Linked DNA regions of Mus musculus: region 1 is linked to region 2. A link is a contact called in public HiChIP or PLAC-seq data. All regions are on one chromosome and are shown on one strand. The core of a region is the stretch at or near the end of the contact, and the rest is flanking DNA. Distances in the headings are between cores, read along the strand shown. Region 1 holds the start of Vwa3a (von Willebrand factor A domain containing 3A). Region 2 overlaps Mosmo (modulator of smoothened).

The links. HiChIP or PLAC-seq counts read pairs in DNA pulled down with a chosen protein or histone mark.
Region 1: an H3K27ac HiChIP or PLAC-seq map of embryonic stem cells shows a contact between it and region 2, with 11 read pairs. The contact joins the promoter of Vwa3a here to the enhancer-like site in region 2. A contact is called at or near these places in 11 of 39 promoter capture datasets (the HPC-7 cell line, HPC-7-derived erythroid cells, embryonic stem cells and 6 more), 1 of 15 datasets of contacts at CTCF or cohesin (the NIH/3T3 cell line), 5 of 484 Hi-C or Micro-C datasets (embryonic stem cells and retina), 10 of 115 datasets of contacts at active chromatin or transcription factors (CD8 T cells, bone marrow-derived macrophages, double positive thymocytes and 6 more) and 3 of 9 other capture datasets (adipose tissue, liver and pancreatic islet).

Annotation. Positions count from the first base shown.
Region 1 is chr7:120,738,108-120,741,142 of GRCm38.p6, forward strand. It overlaps Vwa3a (von Willebrand factor A domain containing 3A), which reads left to right and starts at 1,450. Exons shown (of 34, transcript NM_177697.3): 1 at 1,450-1,836; 2 at 1,922-2,023. The coding sequence starts at 2,004.
Region 2 is chr7:120,693,842-120,696,902 of GRCm38.p6, forward strand. All of the region lies in intron 1 of Mosmo (modulator of smoothened), which reads left to right. Gm51495 (a long non-coding RNA gene) reads left to right here. Exons shown (of 2, transcript XR_003946866.1): 2 at 447-753. Among named protein-coding and RNA genes, the nearest start is that of Gm51495, 3.5 kb to the left of the region's middle. Within about 2 kb of position 1,555, at least 9 of the 459 cell types and tissues checked have an H3K27ac peak or open chromatin away from gene starts, as enhancers often do. A contact at or near this core is called in embryonic stem cells, where this site is marked.

The DNA.
Region 1 (3,035 bases), core at 200-2,699, 44 kb after region 2:
ACCCCCCACCTTAAGCTAGTTTGAGTTTCTCTTAATTCACAGGAGCTCGGTACACTCCCCTGTGCTTGACTTTAAACACATCCCTCCCCTGCCCTCCTCCCGTCCTTTGGCAGCCTCTCTTAGTCAGGAATTTAAAACGCAGTTGACTTCATGCTGCTTCTCCACCTCACAAGGAGCACCTGCTCCGTTTGCAATAAAGGAAAATACAAGTTAATCCCTCCAACATACATCCCATGATGTTACCAGGTGAGAGCTTTTAAAAGAGTGACCAGAGAGGGATGAACAGACCCTACCAGCTCCAAAGAACTAATGGTAAGAAAACAGATACACCTACCCAGGCAGACAGACATACATGCCTTTCATCTCAGTACTCTGAGTTCAAGATTGAGTTCCAGGACAGCCAGGACTACACAAAGAAACCCTGTTTCAAAAAACTAAAACTAAAACCAAAGGAAAGGAAAACAGACATCCCTGTTGTGCTTTGATACTCAACAAGAGCCACACTCTAGAGATCTACAAAAGGTTTGCTGCTGGGTGTGGTGACGTGTGCTTGCAGTCCCTACCCTTGGGTGGCTGAGGCAGGAGTGGCTGCACATCACAAGCCTGACACACAGCTTTCTCCTCTCCCTCTCCTGTGGTCTCCATAAGCCATCCTGGCTTTCCTTGTAGCTCAGGTGGATCCAGAATGTGCTTAGTGGGCTCAATGAAAGAAGGCTTCCCTTGAAATGTTAAAAAGGGAAAACAAAACAAAACACCGAAAACCCTGTGTATCTCAGAAGCAAGGGAGATGGGGAAATGCCTTTCTGGGACCCTTACGTTTCAAAAAACAATGCCAAAAAGTTAACCAGCTTCCACCCCCACCCAACCCTTGTATCTAGGGCCTCACAGAATATAAGCTGGCCTTGAAATTCTGTACCCGTGACCTCCCACCTAGGATTCCCCTCAAGATGGGCACATGTGCTCCTGACCTTCATTCACATCACATCTCATAGCACTGTCATCCTGTCGTCCCCTCAAGCCTTTCTGACCTGCCCCTTGCCCGCCTTGTTGGTGTTGGCAAGAGTGCTACATGCCCTGAATTTGCACAGGGCATTTGCAACCCACAGAGCCTGACAATTACCATTTTCTATTTGGGAAGTTTGGTTGTTTTTGATCTGGCCTGGAATGAGCACCTCAAAGACAAGTCCCCAAGTCACCGGAGTTCCAGCTTCCGGAGCAAAAGGTTCCGGAAATGAAGACCAACTTAAGGGTGTCTGGAATGAGAAGAGCTTAGCCACTTGCTAGCTGGGGGACCCTGGGTGGAGCCCCTCATCTCTGTGTCTGTAGAAAGGTGCCAAGGAGTGTGAAACTGTGTGCCAAGTGCTAGTTACATCACAATCACTTGAGGCCATTGTTAAAGGGTCCTGCTGCACTGCAGCACAATCCCGGGCTACTCTCCTGAATGAGACCAGACCACACAGGTGAGTCCTCTTGAGTCCCTGGGTTTGGGAACTGCTGGAGTGAATGACCTTTGTAGCACCTGGCTGCGGAGACACTGACCTGCTGACTCCAGCTGGGCGTTGGCCTGGTGCTGCCAGATCTCCTAGGGCTGCTTCCCAATCCTCAGGGGAACTGAAGAGGAAGGCTCTTGGGCTTCCCTTGCATTGTTCCTCCATTCCGGCCACAAGAAGGCAGCAGGCAACAGGGCTCCACTGGCCTAAACCATACATAGACCTGGCTGACCCAGAGGTTCTAAAAGTAGAAAAGCAGGTCACATCCTGCCTTTATCAGGAAAAGAAACACAGATTAACCTGACAGAGGGACTTGCAACAGTCAAGGAGCCCCTTTATCCCTGGGGTGAGCAAGCTCTTTGCCTTTCCCTGCCCCAAGCTGGCGTGGTGCAGTCTGTTACCTTGGAGACCAGCTAACACTTATCTCACAGGCAAGCTGCTCTATAGCGTTTGTTTGGAGGAGCTTGGAGCAGAGAGGTCCTGCTGTGCCTTCTCCCAAAGATGGAGATGTAAATGAAGAAATGCAGATGGAGGTGAGTGTCACAAGGGTTGGCAAGTGGGGAGAGAGAATGGTTGAGCATTGGCCAAAAGAGAAAGATTTCTGTACTTGGTGCTGAGGATCTGAAACAGTGTGGAGACAGCAGGACTTCCATAGAGTTTCCACTGTGGGGTAACACGTAGGATTCTGGGGTTTCTTGGCAGACAGGGGGTTAAGGATGTTTGTAGAAGTAAGCACAGCTTGAGGATGGTTAGTGAAGTGTGTGTGTGTGTGTGTGTGTGTGTGTGTGTAGAGGTTTCCAAGGAGCAGAGCGGGTGACGGGTGGGGTTGAGAAGCAAGGAGTTGTTCTGAAAGAATGGTGAGCCTTGGTAACTCTTGGGTCCCAGAGTTACCAGGAACTTGGCAGGGTTCTATGCAAGAGCGATGGCTCACTCTGGTAACATGGACTGCACAGGAGCAGTGGAGTAACTGTAGTTAGATAACAAGGCCTAGGCGCTAGGAAGATGGCTCAGCAGGTAAGAGCACCGGCTGCTCCTCCATGGGACCCAGGCTCAGTTTCCAGGGACCTACTGCCCTCCTCTGGCCTCCTCCAGCACCAGGCACACACGTGATACACATACATATATACATGCAGGTGAGATGCTCAAACATTAAGTACATAAATCTTCTTTAAAAATTAAATCATGCACATAAAAATAAAATTTGAAATCTACAATAACAATAAACAGGCCCTGGGTCAATGAGCTTGCTCAGCAAATAAAGGCATTTGTCATCAACCTGACAACCTTGTTGATTCCTGGGACCCACATGGTGGAAGGAAAGAACCTCCTCCAAGCTGTCCTTTGAATACAGGTACATTGTGGCGTGTGCCTGCAGGTACACATATACGCACATACACACACATACGCTAAATAAATACATAAGTAAGTATAAAAAATGTTAGCCCTCTAGATTGCCTATGGGCTTTTCATGAATTAAATATTTGAGAGTTTCTTAGATTCAGATGTTAACCAACTGGGAAGGTAGCTGACTTCTTTTATCCAATA
Region 2 (3,061 bases), core at 305-2,804:
TGTGTTCTTAGAATTTGAGCTGCAGCCCTCACACCTGCACAGAAAGTGCTTTAGCTACTGAGGCATCTCCGCAGCCTGGGCAGCCTTTTTAGTGTTAGCATTCTAAGGTAGAGTTGAGGACAAAATGAGGTTTCTTTCTGAACCAAAATACTTGAGATCCCATTTGAGAAGTGAGAAAGAAAACTGCTAAACACCTACTCCACTTGTGCAATCTCAGGGAGACTGAATCTCTAATTGGTTTCTTGCCCTAGTCCTTGCCTTCAGCAACTTTGCCTCAGTATGAAAATGTTTCTGTTCCTTTGAAGATGCTTGCCAGGCTAAGCCACAGATCATCTCCAGGGTCTTTATTGTGGGTGTTACCTTTGGGGAGAACATCTGACTACGGTTTTCCTTTTGAAAGCACATCTGCATGTTTCTAGATTCACAATGGGTTGTTACTTTCCTAGGTCTTACCATCATCCAATTTAAGAAATGGATGGGGCTGGAGAGATGGCTCAGTGGGTAAGAGCACCCGACTGCTCTTCCGAAGGTCCGGAGTTCAAATCCCAGCAACCACATGGTGGCTCACAACCATCTGTAATGAGATCTGACGCCCTCTTCTGGAGTGTCTGAAGACAGCTACAGTGTACTTACATATAATGAATAAATAAAAAAATCTTAAAAAAAAAAAAAAGAAATGGATGGTTTCTCCTCCAGAAAACAAAGTATACATAGGTGGTAATCAAATAACATATTACTTTCAATTAAACTATTCAGATTTTCCCTTCTTGCTTTCAGGTTTTCAGAATGGAATTGTCATACTGAACATTTACACAGAAGTGTGTGGAGGCCTTCATTCTTGAGTGTCTGTGGATGACTGGGTTCGTGATCCACAGCCACGATGCTCAGTCCCTTATATAAAACTGCACACTGTTTGCTTATAAACCAGGCCACGCTTCTGTTTGCCTTTTCAACTCAATTATTTATAATGCTTAACACAGTTGAAATGCTGTATAAATAGTTGTGCATTGTATTGCTTTAGGGATTGTGGCATGGAAAAGTATAAATCTTTAGTATCTTCAGTATAGGTACAATTTTGTCTCCCCCTTGGATATTTTCAGTATGAGGTTGATCGAATCTAAAGATGTGGAATGTATATACTGTATATAGCCAACTTTATGCAATACATATAAGTGTGCCTTTCTTTTGATTATTTGGTTGTATATAGCAGAAGTTCTAATATATGTGTTGAAACCATTGCAGTCCCTATCGTAGATAAGCTGCAGAGCTATGGGATTGAGAAAAGTTTTGTTGTTTAACATCAGAAGCACATAATTAAGGACTCTAAAAATCCTAAGACTGTTTTAAGCTTTTTTCTGAAATAACTGCTTCCTTCTTTAATTGCCCTCTTAGCATACTCAGTCTTTTTGGAATTGTTACATGCAATTTACTTAGTTGTATTTCTTTTAATTTTGCATTTTACAGGGCTGTAGATCACACAGCTCATGCTCTGTCTTACCCTCCACTTAGCCCCCCACCTCGTGACCCTGAGGGAGCACGTGTCACCAGAGCACTCCTTCTCTTGCCCTTCTGTGTGTTCGTGCTTTAAGAGTCACAAAGGCAGATTGCTGAATGCACAGTCTTGACATTTTAAATACCTCCGATTTTGAAAGCGTTCTTTCTCTGAGCTGTTAGATCCAAGTATGATTAATAAAATGAAGCAGGGTTCCTGCAGTTCCTCCTCAGTCGAGTTGCTATTTAGTCTTCTGGCCTTGTCATCTGTCTGGTGGTGAGAAATCCCTTATATAAAACTGCATACTATCAGCTTGCTTTAGTGTCCTATACATTAAGGTCTGTGGTTTAAGGAAACCCACTTTACCTTTGTTTAGAATTCTTGTGTTTTAAACTTTTAGCTTTCTATTGACTTTTTTGTTTTAAACATCAGCATATGATTTAGCCATCAATTGAACTAGAGCTCTAGACACTGAAGTCTGCTTGAAAGGGAAAGTGCTGTTGCATTTGTAAAGGCTTCTAGGCAGGTGTTTGATCTCTGGTACTCCCCACCCCCACCCCCACCCCCACCCCCTTTCATTGATCAGATTCTCTCAAGTTCTGTGCCGCCTGCACCTCACTGTATTTTGCAGATAAGGCTCCAGTGGAGGGGTTGGGAGTTTAATTAGCAAATTGCTAAATAGCATCACAAAAACCAGTGATGGTGTAGGAAGACTCTTGCCTCAGTTCCCTCTTGCCATCAGACCATGCCTCTCTCTCCTACCCCCAAATTCTGAAAATTTCCTGGCAAAATGCTTTCCAAGTTCATTAAATTTGAAGAAGATCTATACAAGGGCCATCACATGTTATTTCAGACTCCAGATGGGATCTATACTAACTGTCCTGATTCATCATTGATAAGAATGCCCCAAGCTAGTATTTTCTTGGGTTTAATCTTGCAGACCTTCCCGTAAGTAGATATTTACAACCTGTCATACATCACTGCAGAGAAAATTCAAATATGAAGAAGTATTTGAAAATCAAAACTATTTTCCTTGTCTTTTGGGACTGATGTAGCCATTGCATTATGAACTGACTGCAGCTGTGGTCACCTTACACAACCAAGCCAAGAGATCAGTCAGCATCCCAGCAAGCAGTGTACCAGGTGGGACTCATTGCATCACAAAAACACAGGGAGGGGAGGAGGGTGGTGGGGCGGTCATGAAAGTGGGAAAGACAGTGGGAATGCAGAGATGGGACGGCTATGATTAAGATACTTTGAATAAAAATGGCCCCCATAGGCCCATAGAGAAGAGCACTATTAGGAGATGTGGCCTTGTTGGAGTTAAGTGTGGCCTTATTGGAGGAAGTGTGCCACTGGAAGTGGCTTTGAGATTCCAAATGCTCAAGCCAGGCCCAGTGTCTCTCCTTCTCTTCCTGCTGCCTGCAGATCTGGATGTAGAACTCTCAGCACCATGTCCACTCACACACCACCACCACACACACTCAGCACCATGTCCACTCACACACCACCATGGCTCCTGTTATGATGACAGTGGACTGAACCTCTGAACTGTAAGCCAGCCCCATT